2 separate regions of the Mus musculus genome follow, and region 1 is linked to region 2. The links are chromatin contacts, called in public HiChIP or PLAC-seq maps. All regions are on one chromosome and are shown on one strand. Each heading gives the region's core, a stretch centred on a gene start, on an enhancer-like site or on the middle of the called end of the contact. The rest is flanking DNA. Distances are from core to core; before and after follow the strand shown.

Region 1 (2,700 bases), core at 199-2,698, 40 kb after region 2:
AGGCCATTATAGTCGCTACCGGGATCTACCCCCACCTCTGCCCAAGACTGCCTGCTTCTGGGACACTGTAAACATTCCCAAATAACCCTGCCTGCCTGGGCAGACAAGAGACAAGTCAGACGCCAGGGGCACATATGAAGTGACAGACCGCTGGTGTCACTTCACCCTCCTGGGAAGGAAACTTCCGTTTGGTAGCGCCTGGTAGACCCACAGCTGGGTCAGATGGCTGGCTACAGGCCCCCAGTCCAGTGAGAGGTTGGGCCACCCACGGGCCTGGGCTGTGCTCCACACAGTGAGGGTTTTCAAAACAAAAGCAGGACAAGTTCATGTGGCAAATGACCCAGTATGTAGGGGCAGGCCTTCACCACATGCTTCATTGAAAGCCAAAACTCCACATTCACCCACAGAGAGACTAAACAGAAAACATATAGAGGGCAGCTACGTGCTCAGCGCTGTTTTGTTTTTTGGCTGATTTTTTTCCCCAAGCCATAACTGGCTGAGCCCCAACAGAACCAGCCCCCTGCAAATCATCGGGCGCCAGCAACAGGTGCAGCTCGAGCTAAAGCTGGTGGTGGTTCCGGGCGGTTCTAGAATAACGCAGCCCGAATCTTCCAGGAAGCCACCGCCTTGCAGTGCCCACTGCCCGGCGGTGGCAACCTCACCGCGGCCGCACCTGTCTGAGTGCACCGCGCCACATCCGGTGCACCCGAGCCAAGGCCTGGGAGACCGAAATAGAAGCTGGTTAGGCCGGGGCTGGGAGCCCGGCTACGGGCACCGGGCCTGACCTGGGAGGCACCGATCAAGGAGTCAGCACCCGGGGGTCCCAGCGTGCAGGGCCTGGCTGGTCAAGTCGCATCCGCTGCCTGTCCCGTGTCCCTGCTCCAGCCACCTGCCTGCCAGGGCCTGGCGGGAGCTAGGGAAGGGACGCCGGAGAGAGATCCGGGCTGGGGTGGAACTGCAGAGAGGGTCTGGAAAACGCGGTGGAAATGTAGAGGGGGGTGAGGAATCCGGATGGGACTCAGAGGGGACCCAAAGGATCCTGATGCGAACGCAGAGGGAGTCCGGGGGCATCCAGGTGGGAATGCAGACTAGGTCCTAGCGGTGTGGGAGAACCTGGGGAAGAAGCTCGGAGAGGGATCCTGGGAGCCCCGAGGGGGTCGCAGGAGAGGCTCCAACAGGGTTCCTAGGTTTACCGCGGGGGCTCGCCGCGCTCCGCGCACCTGCCCAACCCCGCGCGCGCTCCTCCCGCGCCGGCCCAGTCGCTTACCTGGAGCGCGCGTCCGACCCGCGGAGGCTCTCGGCGGGGGCTGGCCAGGCCAGCTCCGCGCCAAGAATGGCGGCGGCGTTGGTGGCAGCGACGACAGAGGCGAACGGCGCCAGGAGCTTGAGTCGGGGAGGCCGGGAGACGCGCGGAGATGCTGCGGCGCGAGAGGGAGCGGAGGCCGGCGTGGGGAAGGAGGGCGCGGGGCTAGCGTGCAGGCCCCACCCCCTCTCCCTCCCTTCCCGCCTCCTCCCCTCCCCCTCCCGTCTCTTCCCTCCCTTCGCCCCTCCCCCTTCCTCCTAGTCCCTCCTCTCACCCCAACCTCTCTCCCTTCTTCCTTGCCCTCCCGCGCCCCGCCCCTGTCTTCACCTACCCCAGTCTTTTTCTCCTGCTCCCCTCTTGTTTCCTTTCTCCCTCCCTTCCTTTCCTTCCCCATTTACCTTCCACCACCTCTTCCTCTTTTCATCCAACTCCCTCGTCCTCTTCCCCCGTGTCCCCCCCCCCCCGTCCCCCATCCCCCAAAGCCCCATGGTCCAGACCCCAGGGGCTCTTTCCTACCCAAGTCTGGTCTCTTGAAAACAGAGGAGATTACCAGCAAAAGGAGCCTTTTGATCCTTTCAGCCTCCTAATGATCCAGCCTGCTCGTCCAGGTCCCCAAAGTCTCCTGTGCCCCATGCTCTGGGGTCACCAGCGTTGACCCCAGAGATGCTGGGCTCTTACCTTTATGATCTAGGATAGACCCTTTGGGGTTCTCAATGCAAGGTGTGGGTGGTTCTTCCCATGGACCAAGGCTTCCTGTATGCAGCTCCCGATGAGATACATTTCTAACTAATTCTGGGCCTTCCGAAGTTGGTTGGTACAAAGGGTAGACATAGCCAGGTCCTTAACATGCTTTCTGAGGTTGGTGCTCCAGAACCTATGATTAAAAAAAAACCCAGACAGTGGTGCTTTGTTGTAATCCCAGTGTTGAGGCAGAGACTATTGGTGGAACCCTGGATGGAGTTCACTGGCCAGCCAGCCTGCCTTACTTAATCCGAAGTCAGACTCAGATTTCAGTAAGGGACCCTGTCTCCTAAAACTAAGTGGACAACACCTGGGTTGACCTCATGGCATATTGCATGGGTACACACACACAGACACACACACACACTGCAGCCACAGGGCATGTCCTTTTCTGCCCTTGAAGGGAGAAGTGACCCTCAGTTCACACAGTAACTGGCCAGGTGGGAAGTGCTGCCCAGAGACACAGTCCCTCCCTAAAAGGAAACCCAGTTCCTTAATGAACCTGCCGGAAGAACCAAGAAATAGATCAAGACCAGTCTCTAGGCAGACTGGTGGCTTCCTGAATTCCAGAAGGCCCTTAGGGGCTTCCAGCAGGGATGAGGCTGTTGGGAAGGCAGGCAGCTGACAGCAGTTAAACTGAGCAAGCCCTTCCTAAA
Region 2 (2,700 bases), core at 184-2,683:
GGTCCCCAGCACTCACGTAAACGAGTCAAACAGGTGACATATGCATATAGCCCCAGCGGTCAGGAGATGGAGACAGGTGGATCTCAGGAATTCACTGGCCAAAACTAGCCTTTAGCTTCCATATGAACAAACACACACACCAAACACACACACATACACACACACACACACACACACACACACACACACACACACACGTAATAAAAAGATAAACGACGGAACATCACCTTGAGATTATAATCTCAGCTCTGTACCTTACAGCAGCACAGTTGGCTGCCTGATCTGTCTCCCGTGAAAGGTTGAGACCCGACATAAGGCTATATATACTCTGGCCTCTACATACATGACAGGGCATGCACGCACACCCGCTTATATGCATAAATACTCACATCTGTTTGTTTCTCTTCACCTCAACTCTCTCAGTCTGGCCTTCTCCTTGTAAAGCCACCAGGCTGTCGGGGATGGAGTGGGAGATGTGGGGTGTGGGGTGTGGGGGTGGGGGTGGGGAAATGATCTGAAAAAAAGGAGTTTTCCATGCCAGCTCCCCAGTATCATGTGCAGAACCTGCTCACACCCACCTGCACATATGGGTACCTGCTGCGCTTGGGCAGTTCACCAAATGCCAGCAGGGGACCAGAGTTACCCATGTGGAATCAAGCAGGGGGTGAGACACGGAAACACGCCTGGGGTGGGGGGTAAGATGTGTGCCTGGGTGAAACAAGAGATAGTCAGTCCTATTTGGATGCTGGAGGTTGAGCTGGCTTGGGTCAATCCTGAGTTGAAGACCTGAGCCAACAGGGGTCAGCCAGCCCACAATGACTCTGGGAGTTCTCTATTCTGATACTGTTTTCCCCCAGTGACAAAGCAGTGTGGAGATTTGCTTGCTGTGTGCAAGCTTCCAAAAGTTGTCTCCCCGATCAGCAGCCTGCTTTCGCCACTCACAACAGTACAGCCTTCTAAGAACAGCAGCCACCTCCCACGGCAAACTGCTTCCTCAGCTCCCAGTCAACGCCTGTAAGGCACTGGTCCAACCACCCCACATGCCACCATGCTGAAAGAAATGCCCTAAACCCCATCAGCGTATCGGCGGACAGGCCCCTCTCCCGCCACACATGCAGGACTCAGTAGGGAGTGTTCTCCTTCATGCCAGCGGGCCCGCTGCAATTCTGCACAGCAGACAACACTGGTGATTGGTGACGGCTCTGCAGGGCCTGACCTCTAGACATGACGGATGACTGTAAAAGCCAGGCCTAGGCTGAGGTGTATGGCAGGTCATATCCAAGTGACATGTTGGATGTTCCCAAGAACAGGAAAGAGAGGGCAGAGGACCCATCCCCCTGCCTGGCAGCTCCTCCTCAGGGCTCCAACCCCCACTCCCAGCCTGCACCAGCAGAGCACTGGACAATACTGGCTTCTTTTAGGACTGGGGCTGGGCTGCTCAGCTGCCTGCCCCTCATTCCTGCTCCCAACAGCAGCTGGATCGCTTTGCTTCTGATCTATTAAATGTCAGTCTCAGATGAAAAGGACAGGGAGCGGTCACTGTCGATGACAGACAGGCAGGCGACTGGAGGAAGGGCCGTGTGTCCCGTCTTCTCTGCAGTGATCATGAGACCAGTCACAGCAGCGGCACAGGGACGCCTAAAACAGGACTGATAGCCCCTCTCAGCCCCCCCACCCCCAGCCACTTCAAAAAGCTTCTCTGAGTGCCATTATGTCTTTAGCACACCAGCATCCCACACAGCATGGTGTGTGGATCAACACCCAGCAAGTCTGTGAGGGAGGCTGTAAGTGTGTCCCCTCCCAACCCTAATACCCAGTGTCCTCTCTTTCCAGGGCTCAGGCCACACTCTCAGACCCAAGAGACTCTGTTGTCCAACTGCCTGTGGCAAGGCCAGTAGGTAGAGCAATAGGAGGGGCTTGGACAACCATGAAGGCCTAGCAAGGGAAGGGGTGCAGCACCTTAGCCTCGCCTTGATGGTTTTCCTGCCTGACTCAACTCAAGCACCTCTGCAGGCATGGTGTGGAGCTGGTCCCTTATATCACAGGAGCACAAAAAGAATGTGGAAACCAAGAGGAGACAGCAACAGCATCACAGAGCTCAGATGCTCAGCAGGAGGGGATCAGAAAGTCATTAAAGAAATAAAGAGTATAGCGGAGGCCAACTCCCCACCTGCTGCTCAGGGGAAGCTTGAAGAGACAGCCGTTCAATAGACCCCAGCATGCAGGAAAAGGCCTAAGCCCACAAAAACCCAAGACCCAGAATCAGAAGAGCAGGCAGGCAGGCAGGCAGGCAGGCAGGCAGGCCCACACATCACCTGCCCAGTCACTTCCCCTACCCCCAGGAAGCTGCTTACCCCAGACCAAGACTCACAGTCTAGAAGGCCCACCTGCAGCCTGCTGGGAAACTCCCCACCACTTCCTGGTCAGACTTGCCAGGTAACAGCTGGAGCGTGAACCCCCACCTCCTGCCCCAGGGCAAACCCCACAAAATGAGAAGCCCTGGAAAGAGATGGGAGTCTGTGTCCCAGGCTGTGGAGGAGCTGAAGGAAATGCCCTGACACCCACTAGACGCTTAGAGTCTTGCTGGCACATCCAGACACTCTGTTCATCTGCCTCCCCCCACCCCCCAAATCCAGGGCTCATTCCTACATCCATCTTCCCCTAAGCCCTGACCCTCAGTCTACCTGCTCCTTAGACGTG

The links. HiChIP or PLAC-seq counts read pairs in DNA pulled down with a chosen protein or histone mark.
Region 1: a contact with region 2 is called in an H3K4me3 HiChIP or PLAC-seq map of forebrain, with 2.5 times the contacts expected there. The contact joins the promoter of Sema4d here to the enhancer-like site in region 2. A contact is called at or near these places in 3 of 39 promoter capture datasets (the 3T3-L1 cell line, the C10 cell line and cranial neural crest), 1 of 15 datasets of contacts at CTCF or cohesin (CD8 T cells), 33 of 484 Hi-C or Micro-C datasets (B cells, the Ba/F3 cell line, CD4 T cells and 21 more), 26 of 115 datasets of contacts at active chromatin or transcription factors (the 230-238 cell line, CD4 T cells, CD4 single positive thymocytes and 18 more) and 4 of 9 other capture datasets (adipose tissue, bone marrow-derived macrophages, liver and 1 more).

What each region holds. Positions count from the first base shown.
Region 1 is chr13:51,792,230-51,794,929 of GRCm38.p6, forward strand. It overlaps Sema4d (sema domain, immunoglobulin domain (Ig), transmembrane domain (TM) and short cytoplasmic domain, (semaphorin) 4D), which reads right to left and starts at 1,449. Exons shown (of 16, transcript NM_013660.5): 1 at 1,268-1,449.
Region 2 is chr13:51,751,873-51,754,572 of GRCm38.p6, forward strand. All of the region lies in intron 2 of Sema4d (sema domain, immunoglobulin domain (Ig), transmembrane domain (TM) and short cytoplasmic domain, (semaphorin) 4D), which reads right to left. Among named protein-coding and RNA genes, the nearest start is that of Sema4d, 40 kb to the right of the region's middle. Within about 2 kb of position 1,434, at least 57 of the 459 cell types and tissues checked have an H3K27ac peak or open chromatin away from gene starts, as enhancers often do. A contact at or near this core is called in B cells, cerebral cortex and forebrain, where this site is marked.